2 separate regions of the Mus musculus genome follow, and region 1 is linked to region 2. A link is a contact called in public HiChIP or PLAC-seq data. All regions are on one chromosome and are shown on one strand. The core of a region is the stretch at or near the end of the contact, and the rest is flanking DNA. Distances in the headings are between cores, read along the strand shown. Region 1 overlaps Zmiz1 (zinc finger, MIZ-type containing 1). Region 2 has its middle 4.5 kb from the start of Gm32224.

Region 1 (3,994 bases), core at 1,117-3,616, 390 kb after region 2:
ACTTTGTCTTTGATGTAACTCAAATGCCCACCCCTACCTTTCTATCCTAGTAGTTCTTCCCAGGGCTCCTGACACCCCCAAGAACCCCACTTAGTGCTTGCTGGTCTATGTTGTCTCTTTGTCACCTCATCTCCACTGAGCACCCTCTGATCCGACCTCAGAGTGTATTCATTTTCTCTCCACAAGTGTCTGGACCCCGGAGGGGTGGGGTGGGGCTAATGACAGTGTGTTGGGTGAACCCATGTTCAAGCAAAATCATCTCCAAGTGCAACACAGCTGTAGCCAGGCCGGATTCTGGCTCTACTGCTGCTGAGGTCATATCTGGGCCACCTGGAGCCTGGAGCTCACCCTGGCTTCAAGGGCCTCAGCAGGCACCATGGAAGATGATTTGCCACAGGCTCCCCAGTGGTCCAAAGCCTCCCTCTGAGCTATAGGGCTGTGTTTTGTTAGCTGAGGTCCTACCCCACCCCCCACAGCCCTCTGTTAAATTGTGTTATTATATTTAAACAAATCAATTCCGTTGCAGAGTTTTCCCGTCCTAATGATGAGTTTGCAGTGCAGATACCATTGATTTCTCTCAGTCCTGAAACCCAGCTGATGAATGACACCCAGTGCTTCCTTAGAGAAGCACTTAGGCAGCTCTGCAAGAGCTCCAGGCTTCCCAGAGACACTGCCCCGCCCCGCCTTCAGCTGCTGCCTGCAGTTGGGGTTGAGATCAAGGGGCAGAGGAGACCCCCCCAAGCCCCTCCCTAGATGGAAGGAATAGCTTAGCAGGCCCTGCTCCTGCCCCAGTGACACAGGACTTGTATTGATTTTGGCCCCAGGCAGGACTTACAGAGTAGAGACGCCTGAGGGTGGGATCTTGATCTTCTACAAATCCAAAGCAGCTTCTTAGGAGTTGGCATCCAGTCCTTAGACCTGGTGGGGTTGCCCATAAAAGCCGCTTGAGATGCTTTTTGGAAGGGGGGGGGGGTTGAGGGAGGGTCAAGAGCTGCCCTGCTGAAGAGGTGAAAGGGTTTCCCTTTGGGGAATCCTTCTGAACCCACAGTGTTCAAAGGCACCCTTAAGCTACCACCCAGGGCTTTGGCTCTCAGATTCCTCCCTTACCTGCTTCTCTGAGTTCCTGTGGGGAGGAACCACTGTTCCCAGGGCAGCACACTCAGGAGCCTAGACACTGGTCTAGTGGAAGACAAGAGGGAGTGGTAGGGAGTGTGATGAACCTCAAAGGGCCTGCCTGGAGACCAATTTGCCTGCCCCCCAGCTCATTTTTTTTTTTTTAGAGACCAGAGCTTGTGTCCAGGCGGGGGTAGCTGCTCTTCAGGGTGCTGTAGCTTTGGAGTGGGGGTAGGGGCTGTCCACTGGCTTCCCAGGCTTCCAGAGACCACCCGTCACTGAGGACCCCAGGCTGGCCCCATCTGTGCCGATCCGTACATTCCCAGCGCCCATCCCAGCCACCTCCCTTCCTGCAGACTGACAGCTCCTGTAATCAGGTTAGCCTCCCTCTGCTAGTGCGTGCTCTGCTGAGCCAGACCAGCTGCCTCTAATGGCGGGGGTCCACCTGGCCCTCTCTGTGGTGCTGGGGTTGGGGGAGGGGAACTGGGGAAAGACCAGCCAAGGGGGAGGCTGAGCATCTCTCTGAGTGGCCCTCTCTAGGAGGCCTTATTCTGGCATCCAAGACCCTGTTTCCTTCTCCCACCTCCATGAGCCTGGGCACTCATGAGCATAGCAACTGCCGCTCTTCACCTGTGTTTGTTACACTCCCTTCTATGCATCCTTGGAAACCCAATTCCCATCTCTATCTCTTCCTCTGGACTTCTTTCCCTGGCTCCCGCCAACACTGGGTGCTCCTCTGGCCAGGAACTTCTCAGTGCCAATGTGTTGAGAGCATTACCCCTGGATCTAGTTCCTCGGGAGCTTCGGGAAGAAAGAAAGAAAAAATTCCCTTTCTCTGTATGGACCTCAGGTAGCAGCTTGAGAAATACCCAGTAAATATCCAGGGCCAGCCAAAGAAATAAGCAGCCAGAGCAGAGAAAGAGTCAGGAGGGTCAAGACAGCTGCTACCTTTCCCTTGTCCGCTAGTCTACTTCCTGCTGGGGAGGTCCATTCCGGGCTGCTCTAGACACATGCCAGGCCTGAAATAGACCCGTGGGGCCTTGGTGGTATCTTCACAGCCCCTCCTCCCTGCTGGGCATCTTGGCTTCTCCCCTCTTGGGCCCTGCACACTGCCAGGACCTTTGCCATCCAGCAAGGCCAGGCAATGTTCTCTGGCCCTGTGTACTTTGGTTTTTATAAATACTGTGTACACGTAGGGTCTGCCGCACCCCAGGAGCGCTGTGTGTAAGGACTGGAGTACTACTGCAGGCGTGACTGTGCTACTAAATCCGCCAGCTGCCTAGTTACCATTCATCTTGCATTTATTTCTGCTAATTAAAAAGAGGAACTCTTAACAACTTTTACGTAAATACTATATTTGTTCTATGTAAAGATGGGATTCAGATTTGCTGGTGATTAGCTGATTGTCTAATCTTGTGGCTGTCACACATGATGACCTTGTCTCCCCCTCCCCCGCCCCCGCCCAGCCTTAGAACTCAGATGCACTAAAGGTTCCTGGGGGTGTTGGGGGAAAGTGGTCAGGGGGCCTGTCTGGGGTGCAGGGGTTCACCAGGAACATTTAGTATAAGCAACCATGAGTGCTTAAGCTGCAGTCTGACTGATGGAGCTGGGGGAGTGCCCGGCCTCTATACTTATGGGGAGATTGAGACACCCCCCATCTCCCAGCGAGAGGTGATGTCTATTTCTGCTGTGTGGACTTACCTTCTAGGATTCAGCTAGTGTGCTGTGCACGTCTTGGGAAATGGACTAAGAACTTGGGGCTCAAACCGTCCGTCCTATGGAAGAAAGGGGCAGCCCAGCTAAGCCCCTGTGCTCTTCTAGAAATCTCTGTCTCCTCTCACTTCCCACCTGTGCTCTGGCTCCACAGCAGCCCTAGTGCTCATGGACACATCCGCCCCACCTGAACAGAGGCTCCTGAACAACAAGCCTGCACTCTCCCAGGCCCTGCACACTGATGTGCCGGGAAGCAGGTGTGGGGCTGATTTCACATTTTTTAATATTATGTATTTATTTTCATGTGGATTAGAAAATATGTATAATTAGTATATAAGACCCATGATTTGGCAGACGATAGTACTTTAGATGAGGCTATATAAAAAAGAAGGTGATTGGTTTAAAATGATTTAAATAATGATACATAAATAATTTAGGTGGAATGCAGATGGGCTTGCCGTATCTGGTGACAAAGGAGGGGGACACACTGAAAGAGCCCGGGTGACGATGACTTCCAAGTCAGAGCCAGTCCCTGGCATTGGGAATCCGGAGACCTGAGTCCTGACTGCCATTCCCTGATCTGTAGATACCTTACTTTATCCTAGGTGCAGACAGCACTCCCAGGTCATTCCAGAGTCTCCCTTACTCTCTTGGCCATATGCAGAGTGAGAGTGGGAGGACCTGTGGAGTAGCTTCCTGCCCAAGGTCACTTGACACAGGGCACAGGCCTATGTCTTGGCCTTTCTGGTGTCATAGGCTGTAGATAGGAGGTCAATGAGCCCCTGGCTGGCTCCCTACTGTCTATCTGTCTTCCAAGCCTGTCTCAAGACACTAAGGCTGAACAGCTCCAAGGCTCTGGTGGCTTCTAGCCAGGGTTTTCATCTTGCCTGCTGCTTCTGAGACCTTGGTCTCCTCCTCTGTTCCGTAGGAGATGGTGGGCCTGAGAGACATCTGAGAGCCTCCTGCAGAGTGCTCCTTGGGAAGTGCTCAGAGCAATCATGGTATACTGTGGGACATGGATAGATCCCTGGGCCACCCACTTCCTGATATGCTATCTGTGGGAGGGGACCCCCCCCCAGTGCTACCAGACACCCTCAGTTCATCAACCCTTGGGTGGTCCTGGAGGCCTTAGGGGAAAATGGGAGGCGAGGGAAGAACAAAGGCATGG
Region 2 (4,027 bases), core at 1,399-3,898:
TCTGTTGCTGTTAGCCAGTGGGTGAAATGGGAGGTAATGGAGCCTTTCAGACATGAGGTCTAGTGAGATCTGGGTCATTGAGATCATGCCCTCCCATGGAATCATGAAGTGGACACCTCCCAGCTACGAGGTGGACAACTTGCTGTGTCTTGCAGCCCCACCATGACGAGCTGCATCCCTACAGGCTTGGAGCAATAGGACCAACTGATCACGGGCTGAAAGCACCAAAACCATGAACCCAAAATAGGTTTCTCTTTATAGACTAGTGTCGCCATTATTTTGTGTCAGATACACAAAGCTGATTCATACATTCCATAGGTGCTCAGGAGCTAAAGAAGGAAGGGAACTAGATCCCTGCATTTATTGTACATATATCATATACCTGTTATTTGCTAATTGCTGAGTACCTCCTATGTTTCCAGTCATTACAAAGCCCCTGGGTGATATGTAAAGCATTTATTTCTTAGCCTTCCTTCAGAGGGGCTCACAGAGGTGACACAGTTGGCCTAGAGTGACATAGATGTAAGATAGAAAAATAGGATTCTTGACCAACCTAAGACTAGCACCTGGGCTCTTTTGTCTTAAGAAATTTCTGCCCCCAGAGCTTGCGATAACGGTAAGAGACATAGGCTCATATCAACTCCAACAGGCTTTTATAGGTGACAAGACATGCCCAAAGCTTGGCATGCAGAGATCACAAGTCCTGAGTCAAAACCCTCACCTGCGGGTACCTAGCATTCTTCATGCCCTGTGCCCGGAATGTGAAGGAGATCCATGGAAAAGGGTAGGAACCGGATGCATAGAAAATCTTGGAAGAAAGACTACCACATCTCATAAAATCTGGAGCTATTGCCAGCTGAAGGACCTTGGGGATCCTACGACCCCATAAACATATAGAGGGGCCGTCAATTCCTCCCACAAGATTGCCTCAGAGGTCTAGGGTCCAGCTGTGGCCCTATAATTACTGATGCTGTTTCTGCCACATAGGGATAAAGAGCCAGACTAGAGTTTCTCAACTGCAAAACTGACCAGCTGTATGGCCTCCGCTTTCCTATTGTAGGGAGAGACTTTCTGTTTCCTTGGCACTGGGCTGTTCCAGGGGAGGCAATATCTTCCTAGTATGTCTCCTAGACTCAGGACAAATGAAACAAGGTAAAAAGATCACCCCAGGTGAATTTGAGAACAGGTCACCAAGAGCTAGATTTTGCTTGGAAATAAGATGCCACCATTTGACACATGTAAGGGGATCCAGGTATTCTCATGACACCTTCTTGAGGCTCTTCCGTTGATGTCACAAATCCCTACGGTCAATAAAGTACTTGTTGCACAAGCACGAGGACCTGAATTTGGATCCCTTAGCACTCATGTGAAAAGGTTATGGTGGCATGACCTTGTAATTCCAACATTGGGGAGGGAGAGACAAGCTGGTCCCTGGGGCTCCATGGTCAATCGGCATAGCTGAAAGCATAGAGCTTCAAGTACAAGGGAGAGACTGTTTCAAAGGAACAAGGTAGAGGGCTCCTGTACAAGTGATGTTGTGAGTTGACCTCTGACCTCCACAGGCGCATGCATTCCTCCTCTACCGACAAATGCAAACCTTGTCTTTATTATCTACACAGAGCCCCACCCCATCCCGGAAAGTCCTCCGGCCATGGCCAGCAGGTACCATGTGCCTACTTGCCTTGGCCTCAACCCAAGGACAATGTTCGAGGATTTGAAGTTCTGGAGCTTTGGGTTCCTAATATCAGAAGGCCTCTGGACAGTGTTTCCACAAGCTACAGGCAAGAGATTTATTGCCCGCCAAGCTTGAACATCGATGGTGTTCTTTTTCCTCGTCCCAGAGCCTCTGAAGGAAAGCAGAGGGGCCCGTTGAACTCTGAGCTGCCTGTGGAGGGAAGGAATTGTCCACAGCGGTTGCATTGAACTGCTTCCAATGGTGAACATGCTCCCAAACTGACCAGCCTTGAAACAAGCCATCCAAGGTCAGAATGATCTTGAATGGATCTTTGCCGTGCCAGAGCCCCACCTGCTCTAGCGATGCCCCTGGGACTCAATATTGTACGTGGAGGAAGGGTGGGTGGAAGATACATCTAACCCTTTAGGGAATCATCTCTGTGGCAGAGTTTGGGGGACAGGGACCTTACTAGTCCCTGGCTCCTGGCCAGCCAGCTGCCAGGGGAGGCTAATGAAGCCCTATCAGTTCTTTGCCTTGTCCTTCCCTCTGGTTAATGGGGGTGGTCTTCACGGTGGCCGAATTGAGCCCAGGAGCCTGGAGCAGAGCCCTTAATGAGGGCAGCCTGGTGATGAAAGGCCCCTTAAGCTTCAGCCACCATTACTACACGATGAAATAAATGCAGTCGGGCTCAGAGCTGCACACGAATAAATTTGAATAGCAAGACACAAATGCGGCCCTTAACTCTGACGCGCAAATAGAGTTTAATACCGAGGTAAACTGAGACCGCTTTTATTTATTGCTGTGTAAATGTATTTAAAAAGTATTGGCTTTGTGCAGCTACAGAGGCCGGCTCCTCCACAGCCTGGCACTTTCATGCCCGCCGCTGTTATTAGAGCTGTAATGAATGGGCCACTCTGAGTGTGCTCTTCAGAAGGGCTGCAGAGGTACAAGATTAATGGGGTGACAGCATCGAAAGGTACAGACAGCCCCTGTTTCCCAGCCGTGGTGCGCTGTCTACAGGAGCACCTCTGCCTTTGTTTGCTCTGCAGTGGCTGTGAGGCTGCTGTGGATAAACGTTGGCAGGAGCCAGGCTCAGGGACAGAGGCTGCAAAGTGGAGGCAGCCCTGAGATCAGGGAACCAGGAGCCTGCAAGTCCCACTAGCCACCATGCTGGGGTCCAGCACCTTCTCCCTGCAGGGGGCGATCCCTTGTTAGCTACTAGCTGTTCCAGCTACTGCCCCCACCCCAGGCTGCACTGCACCTGCAGTCAAAAACACATCCACACTTGTTTTTGTGTCTGACCATCCATTGCCTCCCCACTCTTTCCTTTTTAGGGATCCTCTCATTGCTTCTGAAACCCAGTAGCAACCACATTCAAGGTGGGGAGTTGAGTGTGCTGTAGAGCTGCTTCGTAGAAAACGGCATGGTGCATTTAATATCCCTCTGTGGATAGGTCTGCAGGGCAGGGTGGTCAGATATTAATGCAAAAGTGAGCTCGGGCAGTGGTTCAAAGGGGGTGGAATGTCCTGAGCTGGGAATCCGCAAATCACTTACAGAGAAATTACTTAGAGGGTTGAAAAAATGAACTAGTATCTCACATCCCTAGAAGGAGGGTACTGAACACATTTTATAGATATGGACCACAGGGGCAGAAAGAGAAAAATGTATACCCAATGTTACACGGCAGAGGTGAAAATGACCCTCTTCAGTATATCAGGGTGGTGACATGCCATGGCTGGCTGGCAAAGCCTTCTTTCCTAACGTTCACACTTCAGTAATGGCCTGGGTAGCTTGTGAAGAACGGATGCTGGCTAAGGAGCAGGGATTTCACCTCTAGGCTCAGGGATGGGGATCTGGCAAAAGTACAGCAAGTAGAGGCTGTGTGAGCCGGGTAAGTTGCTCTGCCTCTCTGAGCCTCAAGTTGCTCATTTTTTTCAACATCCAATGCTGTGCGCTTTGCATAGAAATGCATACACCTACAATACTCAAACAACACGTGGCAAGGGGATGGATGGGGAGATGGCTAGGTCGGAAGGCACATGTGTAAGCAGTAGGACCTGAGTTCAAACTCCAGCACACAGGTAAAACGCCATGTGCTGTGAGTGTGCACCTGTAATCCCAGCACAGAGACGTGGAGCCAGGAGGATGCCTGGAGCCGAGTGACTTTAGGCACGTGGTGAACTCCAAGTTCAGTGAAATCAGGTACTGGGCAATACGGAGGACACTTGACCTTGACTGCTGGTTACATGCACTCTCTTCCTCTCCTTCCCCCTCCCCCTCTCTATATATCACATACACATGCACACACATACACATGCACACACATGCACATATGTACACATGTGAGACTGC

The links. HiChIP or PLAC-seq counts read pairs in DNA pulled down with a chosen protein or histone mark.
Region 1: an SMC1A HiChIP or PLAC-seq map of large pre-B cells shows a contact between it and region 2, with 4 times the contacts expected there. The contact joins two enhancer-like sites. A contact is called at or near these places in 2 of 39 promoter capture datasets (hippocampal neurons and liver), 2 of 15 datasets of contacts at CTCF or cohesin (large pre-B cells and pro-B cells), 2 of 484 Hi-C or Micro-C datasets (the N1E-115 cell line and cranial neural crest) and 6 of 115 datasets of contacts at active chromatin or transcription factors (T-cell acute lymphoblastic leukemia, embryonic basal ganglia, embryonic stem cells and 2 more).

What each region holds. Positions count from the first base shown.
Region 1 is chr14:25,511,480-25,515,473 of GRCm38.p6, forward strand. The region is part of intron 2 of Zmiz1 (zinc finger, MIZ-type containing 1); the gene reads left to right. Among named protein-coding and RNA genes, the nearest start is that of Mir3075, 21 kb to the right of the region's middle. Within about 2 kb of position 2,367, at least 27 of the 459 cell types and tissues checked have an H3K27ac peak or open chromatin away from gene starts, as enhancers often do.
Region 2 is chr14:25,121,458-25,125,484 of GRCm38.p6, forward strand. No RefSeq gene overlaps it. Among named protein-coding and RNA genes, the nearest start is that of Gm32224, 4.5 kb to the right of the region's middle. Within about 2 kb of position 2,649, at least 20 of the 459 cell types and tissues checked have an H3K27ac peak or open chromatin away from gene starts, as enhancers often do.